2 separate regions of the Muntiacus reevesi genome follow, and region 1 is linked to region 2. Evidence: chromatin contacts called from public Hi-C data. All regions are on one chromosome and are shown on one strand. Each heading gives the region's core, a stretch centred on a gene start, on an enhancer-like site or on the middle of the called end of the contact. The rest is flanking DNA. Distances are from core to core; before and after follow the strand shown.

Evidence for each region. Hi-C and Micro-C count contacts between places; a contact is called where the count stands out from the background.
Region 1: a contact with region 2 is called in a Hi-C map of blood, with 2.3 times the contacts expected there. The contact joins the promoter of CREG1 here to the promoter of POU2F1 in region 2. A contact is called at or near these places in 2 of 3 Hi-C or Micro-C datasets (blood and muscle).

Annotation. Positions count from the first base shown.
Region 1 is chr1:64,551,582-64,554,640 of mMunRee1.1, reverse strand. It overlaps CREG1 (cellular repressor of E1A stimulated genes 1), which reads left to right and starts at 1,667. Exons shown (of 4, transcript XM_065946295.1): 1 at 1,667-2,074. The coding sequence starts at 1,721.
Region 2 is chr1:64,236,425-64,239,753 of mMunRee1.1, reverse strand. It overlaps POU2F1 (POU class 2 homeobox 1), which reads right to left and starts at 1,285. Exons shown (of 16, transcript XM_065946267.1): 1 at 1,236-1,285.

The DNA.
Region 1 (3,059 bases), core at 418-2,917, 310 kb before region 2:
AATCCAACTCTTCCTTTTAGAAATAAAAACAGAGGTACAAAAAGATAAAAGTTTCAGGGTCACATGACTTGACAGCAGCAGAGCTGAGATTAGAACTTCAAATTTGAAACCCACATGTTCTTTCCTTAAGAGTAACAGATGAAATATTTGTAATTGGAAGACACTCAATCGAGTTGCATTAAATATTTTCTTGAAAATGATAAACCTGATCTTCCTCCTCTTAAATTTCTCCCATTTCGTTTTCTATTTAGCTTGAAGTTCTCCCTAATCCGGCTGTTAAAAAGGAAAACAACTTGACTAAACTGTTCACCCCCGTATTTGAACGAGCAAGCAGTCTGTGTAACACCCTTTGGCCACCAGAGGGAACTGAAGGCTGCTACTCAGAGTAAATTTCCTTTCTGCACCCAAGTTCTGAGTAGCCTAAAATCTCTGCGGCTGAATATGGGGAGGCGGAGTTGGAAGCAGGAAGCGGAGACAGGGCTTCGTCTCACATACCCGTGACTCTCACCTGCTCACTTGACCAGCCCAGGGCAGCTGAGGGAACTTACCTCACCTTTGTTGAGCATCTCAGCCTCAGAGGCCAGATTTACAAGGCTTACGAATTGACAGGGTCAGTGACAAACTCCTGTGGCAACACTACCACGCGGCATATATAACGATGAAAATTTGGGTTTGAGGCAGTGCCAAGGAGATGAGGACTCACTCTGGGGATATGTGACTTTAGTTTACAGTTATAAAGAAGGCAGATCAGGTGTTAATGAGGTTACTTATTAATTCCCAAGAGTATCAGAAATAGGAATCACCCTAGAATAGATTGTAGGAGGAGTAAAAAGGAAATGCCACTTACCTGGGGTGAGGGTCAGCAAGGACAAGGCATTGATGAAACCACTGCCCCCGAGCCTGATGAGTTAGGTCCACAACTGGCTCCTATGCTAAACTGCTTCAGTTGTGTCCGACTCTTTGCAACCCTATGGGCGGTAGCCCACCAGGCTCCTCTGTCCATGGGATTCTCCAGGCGCGAATACTGGATTAAGTTGCCATTTCCTTCTCCAGGGTATCCTTCCAACCAGGGAGGAACCAGCATCTCTTATGTTTCACACATTGGCAGGTGGGTTCTTTACCACTAGCGCCATCTGGGAAGCCACAACTGACTTTGATGAATTCAAATTCGTGCATGGAACCCTGACAATACCAAAGTGTCTCTGTCTGAGAGTCTCCAACGCCAGGAGTAGTTTACAAAAGTAGTCTAAATTGGGGGCTTCTGTCCTTCTCACTAGGACCTTTTGCTGCTCTTCAAAGCCTACAGTGAAGTGAACGGAAAGGAGGAGCATAAGTAGAATGCGCAGCAATTCGTCTCAGATATCAGGTAGTCATAACCAAAGGTATTAAAGGAAGGCGTACATGTGAAAAGGCTGGTCCTTTCCTAGTAGTATGACTTAGGCAAGCTGCTTAATTTCTCTCAGCCTCCTTTTCATCAGGCATCAAAAAAACAAACACCCATTCAGGACATTTCCCAGTCCTGACCGCCGCGGGGCGGAGCGACAGGGAGGTGGCTAACCAGTCAGTCCCAGCGAGTGGAGGAGCCGGTCGAGGGACACGCCCCTCCGCCCTCCGCCCGCGTACTCCGATTGGTCCTCTTCGGAGGGGGCGGGGCCCGACTCGGGGCTCTCCTTGGTCCGGGTCGGCCGCCGCGTCCAGAACTCTCGCCGGGGTCACCATCATGGCGGGTTGTGCCTGCGGGTTCGTGCGCGCAGTGCTCGCCTTCCTGCTGGCGCCCGCGCTGGTGACTCTGCTGGTGGCACCGGCGCGAGGCCGGGGCGGCCGGGGCCATGGGGACTGGGGCGCCGCCGAGCTGCTGCCGCCGCTGCCGCCCCGGGAGAATGCGGCCCTCGTGGCCCGCTTCGTGACAAACGTCTGTGACTGGGGCGCACTGGCCACCATCTCCACGCAGGAGGGGGTGCGCGGCAGGCCCTTCGCCGACGTCTTATCGCTCAGCGACGGGCCCCCGGGCAAGGGCAGCGGCGTGCCCTACTTCTACCTGAGCCCGCTGCAGCAATCGGTGGTCAACGTGCAGGTGAGCCGGCGGGGCAGTGTGGCTCCGCGGGGCTGGAGCGCGCGCGAGCCTTTCGACTACCGCTTAAATTCCGCCTGGAAAGGAGAGCCGGCCTCATAGAGATGAGTTTGAACCCAGCCCAAACCTCTGGATCTTCTCTCCTGCGCTGGATAGGCGTGCATTACAGCTTTCCAATTGTTGGGCAACTAAATACCAAGAATTGCCCACACGTCCTTGCCACCGTGCCACGCACTTGGGGTGTATTCTTTACCAGCACCTGGAGGACTTCTCACCTGAGTCGTCTTGGGGCAGGGTGTCTCATTAACTGGGCTCTTATTGTTAGAAGTTATAGGCCTCAGGTGCACGCCACCCTCCCACGTAGGGAGCAGACCGGATTGGAGAACTAGGCCCTCACCCTTTATCCACCTTTTGGGGCAGAGCCAAGTTAACACCTCTCAGGTGGATTTCTGATGCTTCGAGTGGTATCACAACCTGGAAGACTAGAGCTATGCTGAGTACAGGGATGGAGCAAGATTTGGGGAAGTTTCCTTTTGACAAAAGATCCCTAGACTTGAGGTTAACATTGTTTATGGATTATATTGAAAGAAACTTGTATTTGATGAGGTACTTGCTGTGTGCCAGGATGACCTTTCCCTTCATCTTCCCCTCATCCTATCTTTTAATCACTCTTTGAGGTGACTGTTACCACTCTGGTTCTGCAGATAAAGAACTTGCCCTAAGCCCAGTGGCCGCACTGGAATTTCATGCCAGATCTATTGCCTTCAAAACGCAGGTCACGAACTGGTGGTTCATGAACTGAGTATGTCCCACAGATAGGTTTTCTTTGGCTCACGCAGAGTTCTGTTTTGTTTTTAATAAATTTGAATTAGTTACCAACATTCAAAAATGGAGCTTGCAATTAGAAGCCTGAATTTCTAACTTGTTGAAAAAGGGGAAGATCTATGACACTGGGAGCCTGCATTCTCTGAGCTAACCCTCCTTTAGT
Region 2 (3,329 bases), core at 36-2,535:
AAGGCAGGAGGGCAGCGCTTTCCGTCCGAGCTGCCGGGAGGCCTCCGGGCGCCGCTGCGGCCTGAGGGGGAGAGGCCCCCGAGGCCCCCGGCCCCGCGGGTCTGGGTCAAGCGCAGAGGCGGGGGGCAGACGGGGTGGGGCAGGGGACCCGGAGCTCAGACCACGCCAGGCACCTTCATTCGGCTCAACTCTCCCGAGAAACCACGGCCGCCGGGGAACAAGGGGCCTCCCCAGGACCCGCTGGGACCCCTGACCGGTGGCCTGGAGCACATGGGATGGCCTCAGAGGACCTGCTCCTCGGAGGAGAACTTTCCCCAAGGGCCGCTTTCAACCCAGTCCGCCCCCAAGGGGGCGAAGCGCCTACCGGCGCGGACTCCCCAATCCCTGCGCCCGGAGGCGCCCTCGCAGCGCCCAGGACCGCTCACCCCTACCCATCTACAGCGCAGGCCCGGCTCGGGTCAGGCCACCGTACGGGGGATGAGTGGGGCGCGGCCGGGGCGCCCGGGGCCGTGACCCGCGGGCTCGGCCCCGCTCGGACCCCGGTGCGGCGGCGCGGCGCGGGCCGGGCACTGTCCGCGGGCGCACCCGGGCCGCTCTCCGGGCCGCCCCCCGCGGCCAGCAGCGCGGGGGAGGGGTCGCCCCGGCCCGCGCCGGGGGCAGGACACGTGCGGCGGTCCGGCCGCCGGGGTCCGCTCCGGCCCCGCCGCCTCCCCGGCATTGTGCTCGCCGCCACCTCCGTCTCGCCCTCCACGCCCCCCCACGCCGCGCCCGCCCGGCCCGGGTCGCCCGCCCGCGCCCCGCCGCGCCCCGCCGGCCCAGCAGCTATGAATATGTAAAACGTCTTTATTGTCCTCTCCCTCTGCCCCGGCCCCGCGGCCCCGCCGCGGACCCGCTTGGGTAGGGGCTCGGCGGCTAGGAGGCGGAGGCGGCCGGCGGAGGAGGAGGAGGACGGTGCCGGCGGGCGGGCGAGCCCGCGGCGGGGTGGGCTCGGGGTAGGTGGAGAGCGGCAGATCGCAGCCCCCTTTGCCCCTCGTCTTCCCCCTCCGCCTGGCCGCTCCGAGGCTCTTTCCCCCTCCGCTCGGCGCCCGGCGGGGGCTCCGTGCTCCCTGGCCCCCCATCTCCCCGCCGTTAATTATAATAATCCTGAGTACTAATAAATTATGCTAAGTCGCGGGGGGGCAGCGGGAGCCGGGGTTGAGTATGAATATGAATATGTAAAATGCTGTAATGATTACCTGCTGCTGCTGCCGCCGCGGCTGAACTCTCATCTTGACTCGCTGCTCCTCCGTCCGCCATTTTGAATATTTTAACCAAAATCGCCCGGTCGATAAACCCTCCCTCGCTCCGGCTCCCCTCCCCCCGCCCGCCCTCCAGACCTCCTCCCTGCTCTCCGCCCCCTCCAGCTCCCGCCTCTCCGCGGGCGCGCGCCAGGGGGCGCGCGAGGCTGTCCCCCTGGAAGAGGCCCACCTCCACCGGGCTCTCTGCGCACGCGCTCCCTGGCAGCCGTGGCTCTTCAGTAGCTGAAGCGCCCTCAACCTGCGAGTCACTCCTTCGCTTCATCTTTTCCCGTCTGGGCTCTGCACATGCGCGAATTTCCCCACGCGCCTAAAAGGCGGTCTGCGCTTGCGCCATTTTCCCTGGCTCCGTCCTGATGTGTGAAGTGTAGTACGGAGCGCGATTGTGGTATCTTAATATCCTCCCTTCTCTTCCCGCTTTACTCTCCTCCCGATTTTACTCTGGCTTCCCCCAGTGGCATGCTACAAGAAGGACAGGGGGCCCAATGGCCAAAAGGGGAGAGACGCGCGAAGTGTCGGTGGGCGGACTGGCCCGCGCCCTCTTCGCTGCGCACTTTTTAAGGCTTTCCGCGCTTTTTAAACACCGACAACAAAAGACGGGCCGCTCCCCTGCTAGGTAATTTCCGGCCCTGTGGGCAGGTAGGGGCGGAAACCAGCGGCGGGGAACCGGGCTGGAGGCACCTGCTGGGCCTGGCGCGGGCCTCCCGCTTTAAGTTTGAATCGGAATTAGTCCCCGCCCTCAACCTTGCCAATGCTGGAGACCTGACCCGGGCCGATGCGAGGGGGAGTGTCCTGTGATTCTTTTAGTTACCCCCGATCTTCTGCTCTACTTGTTTCCAACACCCGGCTGGCTTGCACGTTATCTGGGAGTTTTATTAAGTCGCCAATTCCCGCCCCTACCCTTTCAGGTGCCTTGATCGCCGCGCACCGGATGAAAGCAAATAGCCGACCTCTGGTCTACAGATAGACATAATTCCCTTCCTTTCGGTTAGGAACATCTTTTGAAACCTAGCGTAAACTGAAAACCCACGACCTAGTAAATAAAAAAATGTCGAAATCAGCGGTAGCTTCATCAAGAATTTTACTTTGTCGCTTCTCAAGGTAAATATGAGAAGTAGGCGTTTTCCGATGTAGATATCTTTGCTTGTAACTAGTCATAATGTTCTAAGATTTCTTTATCTAAATTTAATAGATTTTCCTGAACAAGACCCGGCTCTAATTATTTTACGAATTTTTAAGCCCTGTGATTTTTCCTTTTTTTTTTTTTTTAAGAGGAGTGTACTGTATTTGATGATTACCAAATAAAAGTTTTTTTTTTTTTTTAATCAGTTTTAGGTAGTCTTGAGGAGAAAAAAATGTAAGATTTAAATTGAGAAGGATTACAAATTCTGGTCTTCCCAGGTGGCTCAGGTGAAGAATCCGCTGGCCAGTGCAGGAACTGAAGGAGACTGGGGCTCCATCTCTGGGTGGTGAAGATACCCCTGAGGAGGAAATGGCATCGGCATTCCTGCCGGGATAAGCCCATGGACAGAGGAGCCAGTTAGGCTGCAGTCCAGGGAGTCGAAAAGAGTAAGACACGACTGAGCACGCAGGCACAATTTCTGCACTGAGGAAAAAAACTGATCACTAGGAGATAGCCAGCCATTGTTTAATAGCTGAAGTTTTAATCATTGTTCTTAGCCTGCTCATTGAATTTCTTACACTGTGCAAGTACAGTTAAAGCTATTGTCAATGTCAGCCAATGAATTCCAGGTGGTATTGATTTATTCATGGCAGTTAAGGCCTAGGGTGTATGCATGACTCTAAGCCAAATAATTGGGCTACCCTATAATCTAATTATTTCAGACAATGGCCAACCAACACACAGTTAAACAAATGCAAAGTTTAATCATGTTACAATTAATCTGTAAATATAGCATATTCACCAGCATTGCTATTAATAGAAAGTCTCAGAATCCTCAATCTATTTGAAACTGAAAGTTGCTCACTTGTGTCAGACTCTTTGCGACCCAGAAGACTGTACAGTCTGTGGAA